Linked DNA regions of Urocitellus parryii: region 2 is linked to region 1. A link is a contact called in public Hi-C data. All regions are on one chromosome and are shown on one strand. The core of a region is the stretch at or near the end of the contact, and the rest is flanking DNA. Distances in the headings are between cores, read along the strand shown. Region 1 holds the start of Pik3ca (phosphatidylinositol-4,5-bisphosphate 3-kinase catalytic subunit alpha). Region 2 holds the start of Znf639 (zinc finger protein 639).

Region 1 (6,919 bases), core at 2,322-4,821:
GTAGAAGTCAGATAGTTAAGGGAGGATAATTGAGTGCACAAATATTTCAGGAAATTTGTACATGACAAACATTTGTACACGACAACATGCAAAGGCCAGGGGCGCCATGGGAGTAGCAAGGTAAAAGGAAACTAGAGAGAGAAGCAAGAACCAAATAATATATAGGTCCTTGAATATCAGGGCTTTACAATCTATTAGAATTACCAGAACTTTAAAACAAACAAAACAGATGTCTGGACTTCTTTTCAGACCAATTAAATCAGAATTTCTAGGGATGACCTGGTTCTAGTATTTTTTTTTAAGTTCCCAAGATGATTCTAACGTATAGCTAGGATTGGAAAGCACTCTTAAACTATAAAGGGAATTACATACGCATATTTATTACTTCAAAACAGAAAAGGTGATCTTAAGTAATTATACCTCTCTGGTTCCTAGTTTCTCTAGTTCTAAAAATGAGCTGGAGCTGACTAGAGGCAGTATACCAGAATGAAAGGAGTAAGAAAACATTACTTTTGTCAATAATTCTGTCACCTGTTAATTGTCCGAACTCAGATTAGAATATCATTTCCTAGGGATAGTAATACCCATCTATGGATTGTTATATAGCTCAAGAGAAAAACTTCTTTTACAGTATTTGACAATTGTTCTAATAAAATATAAGCCACAATATCCAAAGACTTATGATTCCAAAAAAGAATAAATTTTAAGATCATAGTTTCACTGGAGATGAAATCTTTTATGAAGCTTTAGAAACACATTTCATTTGAAGAATTGTCCCTACTTTGGAATTTATAGAAAAATAAAATGGAGAACTGATCCTTTTAATGCTGCTCTAGTTGCTAAAGAGATCAAGTGGGACTAAGTTAGCTCTCTTCAAATAAACAGATCAACAAAGCAAATGCCCTTTACATGATAATCTCAATTGTTTAAAAATATTTAGTAAAGGGCACAATGAGGAATAAGCTGCAAAGTAAACTTTTCAAGCAAAAAAAAAGTTATTATGCTCTACTTTATGTCACATAAGTTTTTTATTTCTAAATATAGGTGTTTTTTATTTTATTATTATTTTTTTAAAGGAATACTGATTTGGGATGGAGAGGAGTTTATCCTGACAGGAAGGAAGCTCTGCCTCCAGGACTGTTCCATGCATAGAGCCAGGCAGAGTCACTGCTCTTCTATTACATATATTTAGCTCCATGAAAATATACACTCTCATAGAGTATATTTTCAGTTTACATACACTATTTGTATTTAACTGCACTTCTTTAATGCTATACCCAATTAGCCTAATTAAAAAAAAACTTTAGATAAATAAAATCACTGTTGTGCATTTATATGTGTTTCATTTTAAATTCTTTAATTACTACTGGTAGGACTGCCTTTCAATTCATACTCAATCGATTATAAAATGTTAAATTCATTATTTTCTTATTTCCATCATGTTGTTATTTCTATTTTGTCATGCTACCATTCTTTCAGTTACCAATTTTGTAATTTTAACGGAAAAACATTGTTTTGAAAACTGCAAAATAACTTGGGTAAAGTTATTTATTTCCACCCAAACACTGTCCCAAACCATAAGTTTAAAAAACAAAAACAAAATCAAAAACAAAAAACACTGAACACACATTTGTGCGCTAGGAGACACACAGAGACACACACACACACACACACACACACACACACACACACACACGGCTCTCGAGATAATTTTGACTGATGATACTGCAGAACAGTTAATCTGATAATTATAATTTTCCAGAACATGTGATGTTTAGATGGTGATCTATGCTACCAACCAGAATTCAATGCTTCAGTTAAAAATTTTTAAAATTTACATATACAGTCATGCTAACAAAATCTTACACTGTAGTTCTTTGAGGGTCCACTAGTAAAAAAAAAAACAAAGTGTTTTGATTAACAAAACTAATTTAGCAACATGGTATCTTAAGTATTTTCCAGGACCTTCCTTAGAATACGCAGTCTGACACATAACGAATTCTGTACAGTGCAAAGTAAACAAATACCCAGAGAACATAGTTTCTAAGCACGAAAACATACGATCAACATTGTCGAAAGTGGTTCAGAGTCGCAGTAAAAAAATCACCCGATTACCTGAAATTTACCTACCCAAGTTTTCTAGGATTTTTCCCCCCTGGCCTCCACAAACTATGATACAAAACATCGTCCCACAAATCCATGCTCTGCATGTGCACAAAGGCGCAGTGGTGGAATGAGGAAGCTTCATGAAGATGAAATCACAACTCTAATTCATTAAAGAACATGCAGACTTGTTCTACAAAGCCCCCTTTTGTTGTGCTCCCCTTACCCTTTATATAACTATGTAAACAGTTCCCTAATTACTGACATCTAAGAAAATAGCTTTCGATTCCGATTCCCAAGTCTAGTAACATGGTTGGCCACCACCACCACTATTCCTCTAGCATCCTAAAATAAATCCCTCAAGCTGCGGTCAAAACACACTGGCTGAACGTCTGGTGTTTACATAGCCCAATCCTGGGCGCTACCCTATCTTTCTGAGCCACTTAGGAGCTATGAAACAGGCATCACATAAAAGACTTAGTAAAGAAACAAGTCACATGAGACAATGTCTCAGGTCTATGAATGAAAGATCTAAACGTTTGACTGTCTGGTTAAAAGGAAAAAACAACCTCGAAAGGAAGGGTGGGAGGGGAACTGTGAGGTGGGGGGGAGAGGTTTTCCTTCCATACCCCTACCGGGCGATTTAAACCCAGTAAGAGAAAATGCAGGGTCGCCGGGCTGGGCGGCCAGAGTACTCGGGCGTGACAGCCCCTCTGAAGAGCTCAGAGTTCCCTCACGCCGCGGTGCTCGCGGCAGCCCTGCCACCCGCGGGCCGGGTGGGCGTGCGGGGCACTCGAGACCCAGCCACTGTGGCCGGGGCGGCGGCCCTGGGTGCACTTCCTCTGCCTCCAGCCGCCCCATCCCCAAAAATGGGAGGGGAAGGAAACAAGGAGCGAGGCGGCGGCCGGAGGGAGAAAGGAGAGGCAGCGGTGAGCCCTAGCCTCTGCAGCTAGGAGAGGCCAGGGGCAGGCGAGGCGTACAAGGCAGAGGGAGCGGCGATCGCAGGCGAACTCTGCCGCGGGCCAACGCTGGCAGACGACCGGCCGTAGCCCCCGCCCAACACAGCGGGCGCGCCCAGGACTCCCCGGCACCCACCCGGTCCCCATCCCCATCGCGCCACTCCCGGCCAGTCCGCGCTATACTCACGCTTGGGGCTCCTCCAGGTTCCGCGGCTCTAACCGCATCGGGTCCCAGCCCCGCAGGCGGCGGCGACGGCGGCGGCGGCGGCGGCAGCGGCGCCGAGGGAGAGGAGAGCGGGCGGCACGGCCCCCGCCTCCCGGCCCCTCTCCCCCGCCGCTCCGGAGCTGCCCGGCCGGGCCCGAGCCCTGTCTCGCCGGCGGCCCCAGCCCCAGCCCCAGCGGCCGCAGTAGTAGCAGCCCGAGACCTCAGCGGCGGCACCGGAACTGCCGCTTTCTCCTTCTTGCTCGCTGTTCTCGCTAGCCCCCGCCACACGCCCCCGCCCCCGTCTCCTTTCTCTGTCGCCCCTGTTTTTTTTCCTTTTGTTTCCAGAATAAACTTTATTGGTTTCTTTTTCCGCTCACATCGTGTAAACAAACAACGAACTCTTCCCCACCCCCTCGACTCCCCCCCTCGGGCAGAGGAGGGTTAGAGCTAAGGAGGGGCCGAGTCTGCAATGCCCCGGAAGTAGATGTGCAACAGAACGGAAGTGAAATTGAGGCGAGGAGGCGGGGGAAGTGGGCAAAGCGGCCAACAGCGTGCTACTGCGCCTGCGCTATGCTTTTCCGCCCGGAGTGGGGGTGTCAGTGGGGCTGGGTTTTTGGCGAGTATCTGTTGATGCCTGGTCTTCTGCAGTAGTGAGGGTGTTGTGTCATCCTAGGACAGCGTATGTGTCATATATTTGTTTCTACAAGCGACGGGCAGGCTAGGGTAGAGGTATAGAAAGGATTATTGGGAGCGAGTGCGTTTATTCACTTTTATGCCCATAGAGGAAAGATTCGTTGGGGGAAAACGAAGAGAGCTCGTTGACTAACCTCCGCTGTCAGTGGCTAACCAAAAGTGACTGTCGATTCTGTAAAGAAGGCTTATTACAGAGTTGCTGCGCGTCCTTCTGCCAACATTAGTTTAGGTTGTAGCCCATCCCAAAGGTAGAATGCACTGCCACAGGCCTCTTCAATCCTTTGACTCGCTTTGGGAAGACCTTTTACTGTGCCCCCGCTCTTTTTTTCTCCTAATTTGAGTTAATTTTTAGGATTCTCGTCTTGACTATTCAGAAAAATTTTTGTTTGTTTGTTTTCCACGTACAGTCAACAAGCTTCAGAAAAGCTATGTTGGCAATAGACTAGATTCCGGGTGTTTGGTGTCTCGGTGTTGCTTACCAAAGCATTCTTTTTGTGTGAGAGTACAGTAATGGAATCTTTTGAGGTTACTGCTAAGGCTCCTGTTCTCTGAGTTTTCTCCCTCTAGTGGTCTTTTATTGTATTGAAAAGGGGTAGGAGCTGTGATCAGAAGTCTGAGATAAAAGTTTTCCCGCGTCTCATCCCCCTTGAATTTTTAAGGCCATACGATTTGGCAGTATCCCGCTCTAGAGATGTTACAGTCTACTCAGCATCCGAAGCAAAAACGACCAATACCAGTCTTCTTGAACACGACATGTTTGTAACCCAATCTTATATGAGACCCAATCCTCTGTGCGGTCATAGTTTCACTTGAGTGTATTTCTGTATTTCCTGTTTTTTCTTTCTTCCTAAGCACTGGTTTTCATCTCACACTCTAGGGTTTTATGTTTCTCGATATTTTTCTTGACCTAGTGTTTTCAGTAGTTTCAGAACATTGTGTTATTCAGGAGCAGAGAATTAAAAACAACACTGAAATGATAGTCAAGGTAAATCTTAGGATCTTAAGGTAGTGTTTTCAAGCACAAAGTTCTAGGAGATACTAATAGCTAGTGCTTGGTGGGGAAAATTCACGCCAAAGAAATTTTTCTTTCTGAAATTTATTTTTAATAAGTAAAATGATGCTAATTATATGATTTTTGCTATTAAATCGTGTCTTAAAAGCAGAAAGTGCCATATCTGGTACTTGAATGTATGACATTTTTTTTTAATCATAGTGATGTAGTCATCTTAGTTTCTGTAAATGCACTCTTATGTATTCACACCATGACAAAATTGCCTAAAGATTTCTTGGAATGCATACCTGTTGTGAAGCAATGACTGACAGATTGTATATATGTTATTTACTGTCGTTTTGCAATTGAAATGATTGGATGATATGTTAGGGGAGCAGGTAAAGAAAATTAAAGAAAGAAATGCCCATGAAGAGGAAAAATTTACACACCTGTATATGGATTCCAGTGAGCCTTCCCCACATACCCATGCAAGACCAGTGCCTTCCTCCAGACTAGGAATAAACACGGGATAGAATGCATCCTCTTAAAAAGTACATGAAAGTATTTATTGGTGTGGGAATAGCATTTATTACTTAATTCACAGTCTATGCCTTTAGCTTCTTTAGTGATCGTGGGTCTTACATGTTTCATCATATTTTAAGAAATGTTTGCAATTTTTTCCTCTTTTTTTTTGTGTGTGGTGCTGAGGATGAAACTCAAGGCCTTGTGTGTGCTAGGCAAGCACTCTACCACTGAGCCACATTCTCTATCCTTCTTTTGAAATCTACTTTGTCTCATGTTAAATAGCCACTCCAGCTTTCTTTTGATTTGTTTGCATTTTATATCTTCTCCTATCTTTTTTTTGTGTGTGTATTTAAAGTGGATTGTCTGTAGGTAGCATATATTGTCTTTTTTAAAAGAACCTCTAATCTCTGCCTTTTAATTGCTGTATTTAGATGATTTGCATTTACTGTAATTATTGGTATAGGATTTAGGCTTACTATTTGTGATTTGATTTCTATTTGTCCCCTATGTTTTTGTTTTAATGTTCCTACTTTTCTGCCTTCTTTTGAAATAGCTGAACATTTTTAAACACTTTATATATTGTCTTTTGGAGAGATAGACATATTTCTCCTCCTCCTCTTTCTTCTTCTCCTTCTCCTTCTGTAGTTGCTTCATGGGTTCTACTATACATAAATGTTCAAAGTCTACTTGTGTTAATATTATACAATTTCAAATAAAATGTCAAAAGAATACTTGCAACCATATATGCTTTCCATTGTCTCTTACCACTCCTTTGCTATACTCTTTCTACTATCATTTCTCTTTAATCTAAAGAAATTTAGCATTGACAAATTTTATTAGTTTTCATTTTTCTAAGAACATTTTAATTTTACTGTAATTCCTGAGATAGTTTAGCTGATTATAGAAGACTGGGTAACAGGGATTGTTTTTGTTTGTTTGTTTTTTTCTTTTTCTATCTCAATACTTTAACACTTTTCCCTCATCATCTTCAGGACCTGTCTGTGGTCATTCAAATAGGATGCAATTCGTTTTTTTTTTTTCCTATATTAATTCAAGGTTTAAGTTTTTTGGTTTTCAGTGGTTTAATTATATTTCTAGTTGTTATTTTCTATAATTTATTCTGTTTGGGTTTGTTAAGTTTCTGAGCTTATAAATTTATGTAATTCAACGAATTTGGAAAGTTTTTAGCAATTATTTTTTCAAATATTTTTTTCTTCCCCAATTTTCTTCAGGAATCTAATAAATATTAGATGTTTTGATATTGTCCTACATGGCTCTAAAGCACTGTTAATTTTTTTTCAACTTTCTCCTCTTTATTGTTCCTCATATCTGTCTCTACTGGATATTTTGTGTTAATCTATCTTCTAAGTTACTTACTTCTGATTCTTGATATCTGTTTTGCTACTGAACCCACCAAGGTATCTTTAAAATATTAGTTATTTT
Region 2 (6,466 bases), core at 3,105-5,604, 160 kb before region 1:
CTAAGAAATGTGTGTGCCACATGAAAATAAACCTTGTATGAGAAATGCTATACAATGTCTCTGTTTATATTTTTGATTACTTTTCCTATTAAGCTTAGAGACAGGACACTGATTTCTGCATTCTTTCTAACTAAGATGGAGAAATTCTTTTTCAAATGTTGTAATTATAAGAATTGGATAATTATAATAAAACTTATGCTTAAAATTTTTATTTTAAAAAGCCCATTATGCTATCAAATCACATTTCCTGCAATTGGGAATATTTTTATTCAGATTTCAAGCTAAAGGTGGCTACACTAAAAAATATATTGTTACACCTCTGTATTGACTCACAGCTTCCAAAAAAAAATATGCATCACATAGAACCTCAGAATATAAATAATTTTTAAGAAAAAAAAATCCTTAACTTATTGATAAAGTCACATTTGCTATTCTACTGAGTCAGAAAAGGTGTGGCAACCATTATATGATTATTTTACCATCAACTGTTTTTGTTTTTTGTGGTACTGGGGCATTCTACAATTGAGCAATACCTAGTCCTTTTCATTTTTTGACACAGGTTCTCACTAACTTGCCCAAGCTGGCCTTGAAATCCCCTTCCTCCTGCCTCAGCCTCCCAAGGTGATGGGATTATAGGCATACACCACCATGCCTGGCTCCCACATGAACAGTTATAAAACAGTTATATAATTTTATATACCACTTACTTGGTATAATTCTTAATATTTCAGTGAGGAAAAATGAATTACAAAGTTTCCACAGATGGTAAAAAAAATACCTGTAAGTTAAACATGACAAAAGTCATATAAGCAAAAGTGTGGCTCATTTCTGAGATTCAAAACTACAATTATTCCAGATATTTAATTAACTAGAAAAGTATAAAGAAATAATTCAAGCATAATACTCTTTTGAGTGTATTTTTTTTAGAGAGAGAGAGGGAGGGAGGGAGGGAGGGAGGGAAAGAGGGAGAGAATTTTAATATTTATTTTTTAGTCTTTGGCGGACACAACATCTTTGTTTGTATGTGGTGCTGAGGATCGAACCCGGGCCGCACGCATGCCAGGCGAGCGCGCTACCGCTTGAGCCACATCCCCAGCCCTTGAGTATATTTTACTAAACACTAAAAATTGTATATACTGATGTGATTATTTATATAAATTTTTCATATTCCTTTGACTTTACCTTCTAAAGTTATAGCCATGAATGACCTCAAAATAGGAATAAATCTGCATTAATATTTTAATATATTCAGCTGAATGGGAAGTAAACATAGAGAAAACAAATACTGAATCATAGACCTGAAATGGTTAAGGTTCTTAACCAGCCATACAGCAAACTGTGAACCTGTTATGCAAAATCCATAACACCCTCACCAAATTATTATTTACTCCTTGTTATTGATTAATCAAAGTTGGCTACTAAGTAGTGAGGTTGGGATTTGAATATAAGTCTAACTAATTTTATTAGAAAAAAAAATTTTTTTTTTTTTTTTGGTCCTGGGGAATAAACCCAGGGCCTTAGGTTGCTCTACCACTGAGCTACATCCCTAGCCACATCTAACCAATTTAGAAACAAAGTCTTCAATTACTTTATTTAGTGTTGGAAACAAATAGGGAGATAAAGTCACCAATCCAGTTCCAGTAGATTAGTGTTTAAATCAGAACTACCCCCGAATTTCAGAAGAGTGCCTGTCCACAGAAGCATGGGCAAGGAGGGAATGCCAGAAACCGAAATCCAGTCTCATGTGCTGTTTTTCTTAACACCAAGGTGATTTTCTCATTTCTAGTGATAAAGAATTGAGGGGTACATACTATTTTTGCTGCTTTACTAAGTTCTGGGTATATCAGCACTAGATGCAATCATATAGTAATATATTACTTCAGTTTATTAAGGATTTTCCTAACCCTTATTCTAGATTGTCTTTTAAAAAATTCCGTGATGTACACTGAGAGGCTTACTGTTCAACCCACCTCAATTTTACTGATGAAGAAACATATTCAGTGAAAGTCAAGTCAACTAAGAAATGGCAAAACCAGAGATGCAAATACATGTCTTCTGATTCCTGGACATTGAATAACTCTAACTGTATGTGGGTACATCTTCATGGCTAAGCACTGCCACCAACAAGTTACATCTTGTTTCCAGTTCTTTCTCGGCCAACAATTGTAAGGAGGGGAAGACCATCACCTAAGAAAAACTGACAAACATGAATTTTACAGAAATGATATAAATGCCTCACCCAGCATATATAAAATGCCCACCCAACAACCTAAAGAGCATTCTTTTGAGTTTCCAGCCCAATCCAATGCATCCAAATATCAAAAAGGCTATTTTCATCTTTATATAATAAGCTAAAATTCCAAGACATAAAACCTTTTATACACTTCGAGAATTTATATAGCCAAAAGCTTCAGAATTCATATTCTATACACTCTAAAACAACAAAAAGTTTTTGTATGCATAATTATCTTGATGAAGAAATTTGATTTTTTTTATTCAAAGCTATCAATATAAACATTTATTCACTAAAACAGGTTTGGCGGCAGAACACACCTATAAGCCCAGCCACTGGGGAGACTGAGGAAGGAGAAGCATAAGATCAAAGCCAGCCTCAGCAATTCAGCGATTTACCTTATCTCCAAATTAAAAAAAAAAAAATTATTATTTTTTTTTAAAGGGCTGGGGCTGTAACTCAGTGGTTGAGCACCCCTAGGTTCAGTGTCAGTACCAAAACAAATATTTGCTCACCAATTCTCCTCCTATCACAAAGATTTTGAATCACATGCAACTTACCACTCATTCCCCTCTCCCCACTTAAGTACAAACTATACATAATGTTTCCCCGCGGGAAAATTAAAATTACTAAAAAGAGCAAATCACCTACAATCCATTTACCTGGAAAAACCACTATTAACATTTTGATATGTACACCTACACTTCTTCCTATGATGTGGTATACATTCACAAAGGGGGGGGGGCTATAAGAAACATTTTTTTTTGAAAAAGTATTTTAGCAATACAAGTTAGCATATTTTCACCCGTCATTTTTTTCAACAAGAATGTCTATATACAAAAAACAGTTCTCATACTGTGCCTTTTGTGCAATGCAAAAGTCTTTCTTGCTAAATGCTATAAGACATCTTTACAATAAGAAGCTACATTTTAAACAAGTTTTAAAAGAGCTAAACTTCCCTTTTTATCTTCATAAAAATAAGTATATATTTTCTAGATTTTTTTTTAAAAATTGAAACAAAATGTTTCAGGAAAGTATGAACTAGAGTCCACTATATATCCAACTCGGACTCAGTCTCCACTGAAATACTCTAGCACAATCGGTATCTCTTTGTAAGGAGATAAACTGCTTAATTTACTGGTGTCCCTAGGCTGCACTTCAAAGAAAGCCAGAGAGGGTGGCGGGAGGGGGCTTAAGCACCCGAACGGGTGGGTCTGGGCAGCTCTGGGAGACTGGGCGCCGGGACCGACGCGAGCACCAAGATGCGCCGCCGGAGGGTCACGGAGCTGCCGGGCAGGGCGGGAGGGCCAGCGTGGCACCACGCCGCAAAACACATGCCCGTCCCAGGGGCCGGGCAAGAATCCTCGGCCCCCGCCGCCTCCACTGAGCGCCACGCGCCCGCCTCGACCCGGCCCAGCCACTAGCGGCTGGCGCTGGGGAACTCCAAACCACGACCCCAAGGGCGCCCTGAAGGGAGAGGCGCGGGGGTCCTCAGAGTCCTCGGCCAGTCAGGACCGGCTCTGGGGGTGGGGGAGGGGACGCCATCCCGCCTTAAACGAAGGCAGGGTTTCAGTTTGAGGAAGCCTCCGGCCCTTCCAGCCCTCTCCCGTTGGAAGATGCGCCCGCACGCCGGCGTCCCCTGCACCAGTCCAGCGCCCAGCCCGTCCGCTCCTCCCTCACACTCACCGTTTCCCCGGGGCCCCAGGCGGCCCAGGCACAGCTGAGGTGGCTGCGGCCGAGCGCGGGCGGAGAGGGCCGCGGGCTGCGGGCGACGCCGCTCAGGCCCTCGCGCTCCAGGGCGCTCTGTCAGGACCGGCCCTCTCCCTCCCGCGTGCCCCAAGCCCAGCCCGCTAGGCCCCAGGCCCAGGCTGCGCGGCCACACTCACCGCCTCGCTCCGCGCCTGCGCCGATCACCTCGGGGGCCAGAGGAGAGGGCGGGGAGGTGACGAGGTGATGGAGGGTGGGGGGGCGGGTGCACGGCCCTGCCGCACACTCGGCCTGGGAGGGACCACCGGCCTCCACCCCGGGGGTGGCCCGGAGGCCCGCGCCCCCTGCCGGCGCCTTTCCGCCGCCACAGGCCCCTTCCGGGCGAGGTTCCGCCCCTCCCGAGGAAACGCAGCGAGTGATTCCACCGCCTAGAACTGCTCCTAGCCAGGCGGCCGGACGAACTTCCCCCCGGCTGCTCCGTCCTCCCTCCCGCGCTGCGAGGAACCGAAGAAGCGCGGCGTGCAAGCAGTCCCCCTTGCGACAGTGCTCTCGCAAGGGCGGTAACGCGACTGATCTTGCCCAGGTTAGGCAAGGCAGATGGCATTTCAGTCCTAAAGCATGCCAGCACCCTGTTGGCGACAAAAAGGGCAAGGCCGCGTCATGGTTTTACCGAGGCCCCACAGAAGAACCACACCGGGCTAGGATCGTGTCCACATGGAGAAGTGACACTTGTTAAGATCTTGAGTGGCTATTAGGCTTCAGCCCGTTTCGTTGGCTCAAGAAATCTTGGAACGAACGTGAAATTATATAGAGTGCTGGATTAGATTATTTCACTCCTTTTCCGACCTAGAGGTTCCTTGAGCAGCTAATGAAAGGATTAAATTGAACGAGCATAAATAAATTTATGAACACGGTTTTTAAAATGACCTGTAGGGCTGAGAATACAGCTCAGGGGTGAAGTGTGTACTTTGAAAGAAAGCAACTTTTAAGTGTGATCATGTTGAATCCCCTTCAGCCCCCATACTGAGAATGGAAGCCAGGTCTTGGTGCATACAAAACACTACCACTGAGTTTTACCCCCAACCCCTAATCCTTTTGACAACAGGTTGAAGTAATTAGTCTCAATTTACAAATTAGAAAATTTAGCTTGTGAGAGATTGACACTTTATTTTTATAGCCAAGCACCCAGGGTTCAAATAATTATGAAATGAATGAATGAGGTCCATATATAATAATCCTTGTCTAAGGTCACTTGGAAAGTCATGTCAGCAATCATGGTTTTTAATTTACTTCTGTTGTGCTTTTTCTGATACGCATGTGCTAATTAACCAATGAACCTCTGGAAAGGAGGAAACAGACCTTACCCCATTCCTTCACCCTCTCTAAGGAAATAAAACTATATGGTATTTAGAAGAGACACTACTTGTTGGTGAGCCTTAATTTTTATGACCTCATAATCTTCGTGTGTATTCAGTTCAAATAAACGAATGTTCACGAGTGTTGGTATGACTTGGATAAGTACGAAGAGACTTAAAGCTGTTTTGTAGTATAGTTTGTCCCTGGCACAGAACAGGGAATCCATACGCGATTGATACATAAATTTATAAAGAACCACCTATATCCTTCCCTTCCTTCTCTGCTGGTTCTGTTGTTTCCTGATCTAGATATAGTGGAAGCCACAAGAGGGTGTCATGCGACCATCTTTAGTTATTTTTGCTCGCTGGGTAGTCTTGTGTCAGTCTGCATTCTAGGATGAAGTTTTATTCCAAAACGTTTTGTAGTTAAACACACATCTTCCCCTCTCCTACCCAGTGCATTATTTTGAAAAATTCTCACACTTCCACTTAGAAGAGAATTACAATGTTTAGATGTCTTGTAACATAATCACAAATCAAAGGCAATTTAAAATTCTTTGAGTAGCTTGACTATGTATATTTACAGTTTCATTGTAAGTTCTTCCTTTTCCTCTCCTCCCCCACCTCCCCCTCCAAAGGAGGGTGGCAACTTGAGTGAAACTTTGAAATCTCAAAATACCAACTTATAGTTTACTAAATTCCATTATAGTTTTGATTTAGGAATATTTAATCCTCATCCTTCTAAATTTTTGCCACATTATAGAATAGCTTAATATTTTCCTGATTAGAAAAGGGATACATGGGAGGAAAAAAAAAAAGGAAAGAAAGAAAAGAAAAGGGATGCATGTTTTTAAAATAATGGAGACAGTAAAAAAGTATGAAGAACAAAAGAAAAATGTTATCCCATAACTCTGAGCTAATCAATGGTAATGTTTTGCTCTATATCTTCCCATTATTTTTATCCCTCCACACGTTTTCTCAAATTTAGAATATTATTGTTTATGTTGTTTTGTAACAACATTTTAAAAAATGTAGTGTGAGTGTTCCTTATGCTATTAAAATGTTAGTAGCACTTTGCACTACTACAAGGGATCATACAGTTAAATAGTGGACACTTAAGTTGCTTCCATCTTCAAAAAATGCTTTGCTGATTTAGTAAGTAAAATGTAGT

What was found. A called contact is a pair of places that touch in the nucleus more often than the background predicts.
Region 2: a Hi-C map of muscle shows a contact between it and region 1, with 6 times the contacts expected there. The contact joins the promoter of Znf639 here to the promoter of Pik3ca in region 1. A contact is called at or near these places in 2 of 2 Hi-C or Micro-C datasets (liver and muscle).

What each region holds. Positions count from the first base shown.
Region 1 is chr2:138,914,777-138,921,695 of mUroPar1.hap1, reverse strand. It overlaps Pik3ca (phosphatidylinositol-4,5-bisphosphate 3-kinase catalytic subunit alpha), which reads right to left and starts at 3,571. Exons shown (of 21, transcript XM_026382822.2): 1 at 3,250-3,571.
Region 2 is chr2:139,073,423-139,079,888 of mUroPar1.hap1, reverse strand. It overlaps Znf639 (zinc finger protein 639), which reads right to left and starts at 4,354. Exons shown (of 6, transcript XM_026382868.2): 1 at 3,920-4,354; 2 at 1,971-2,197.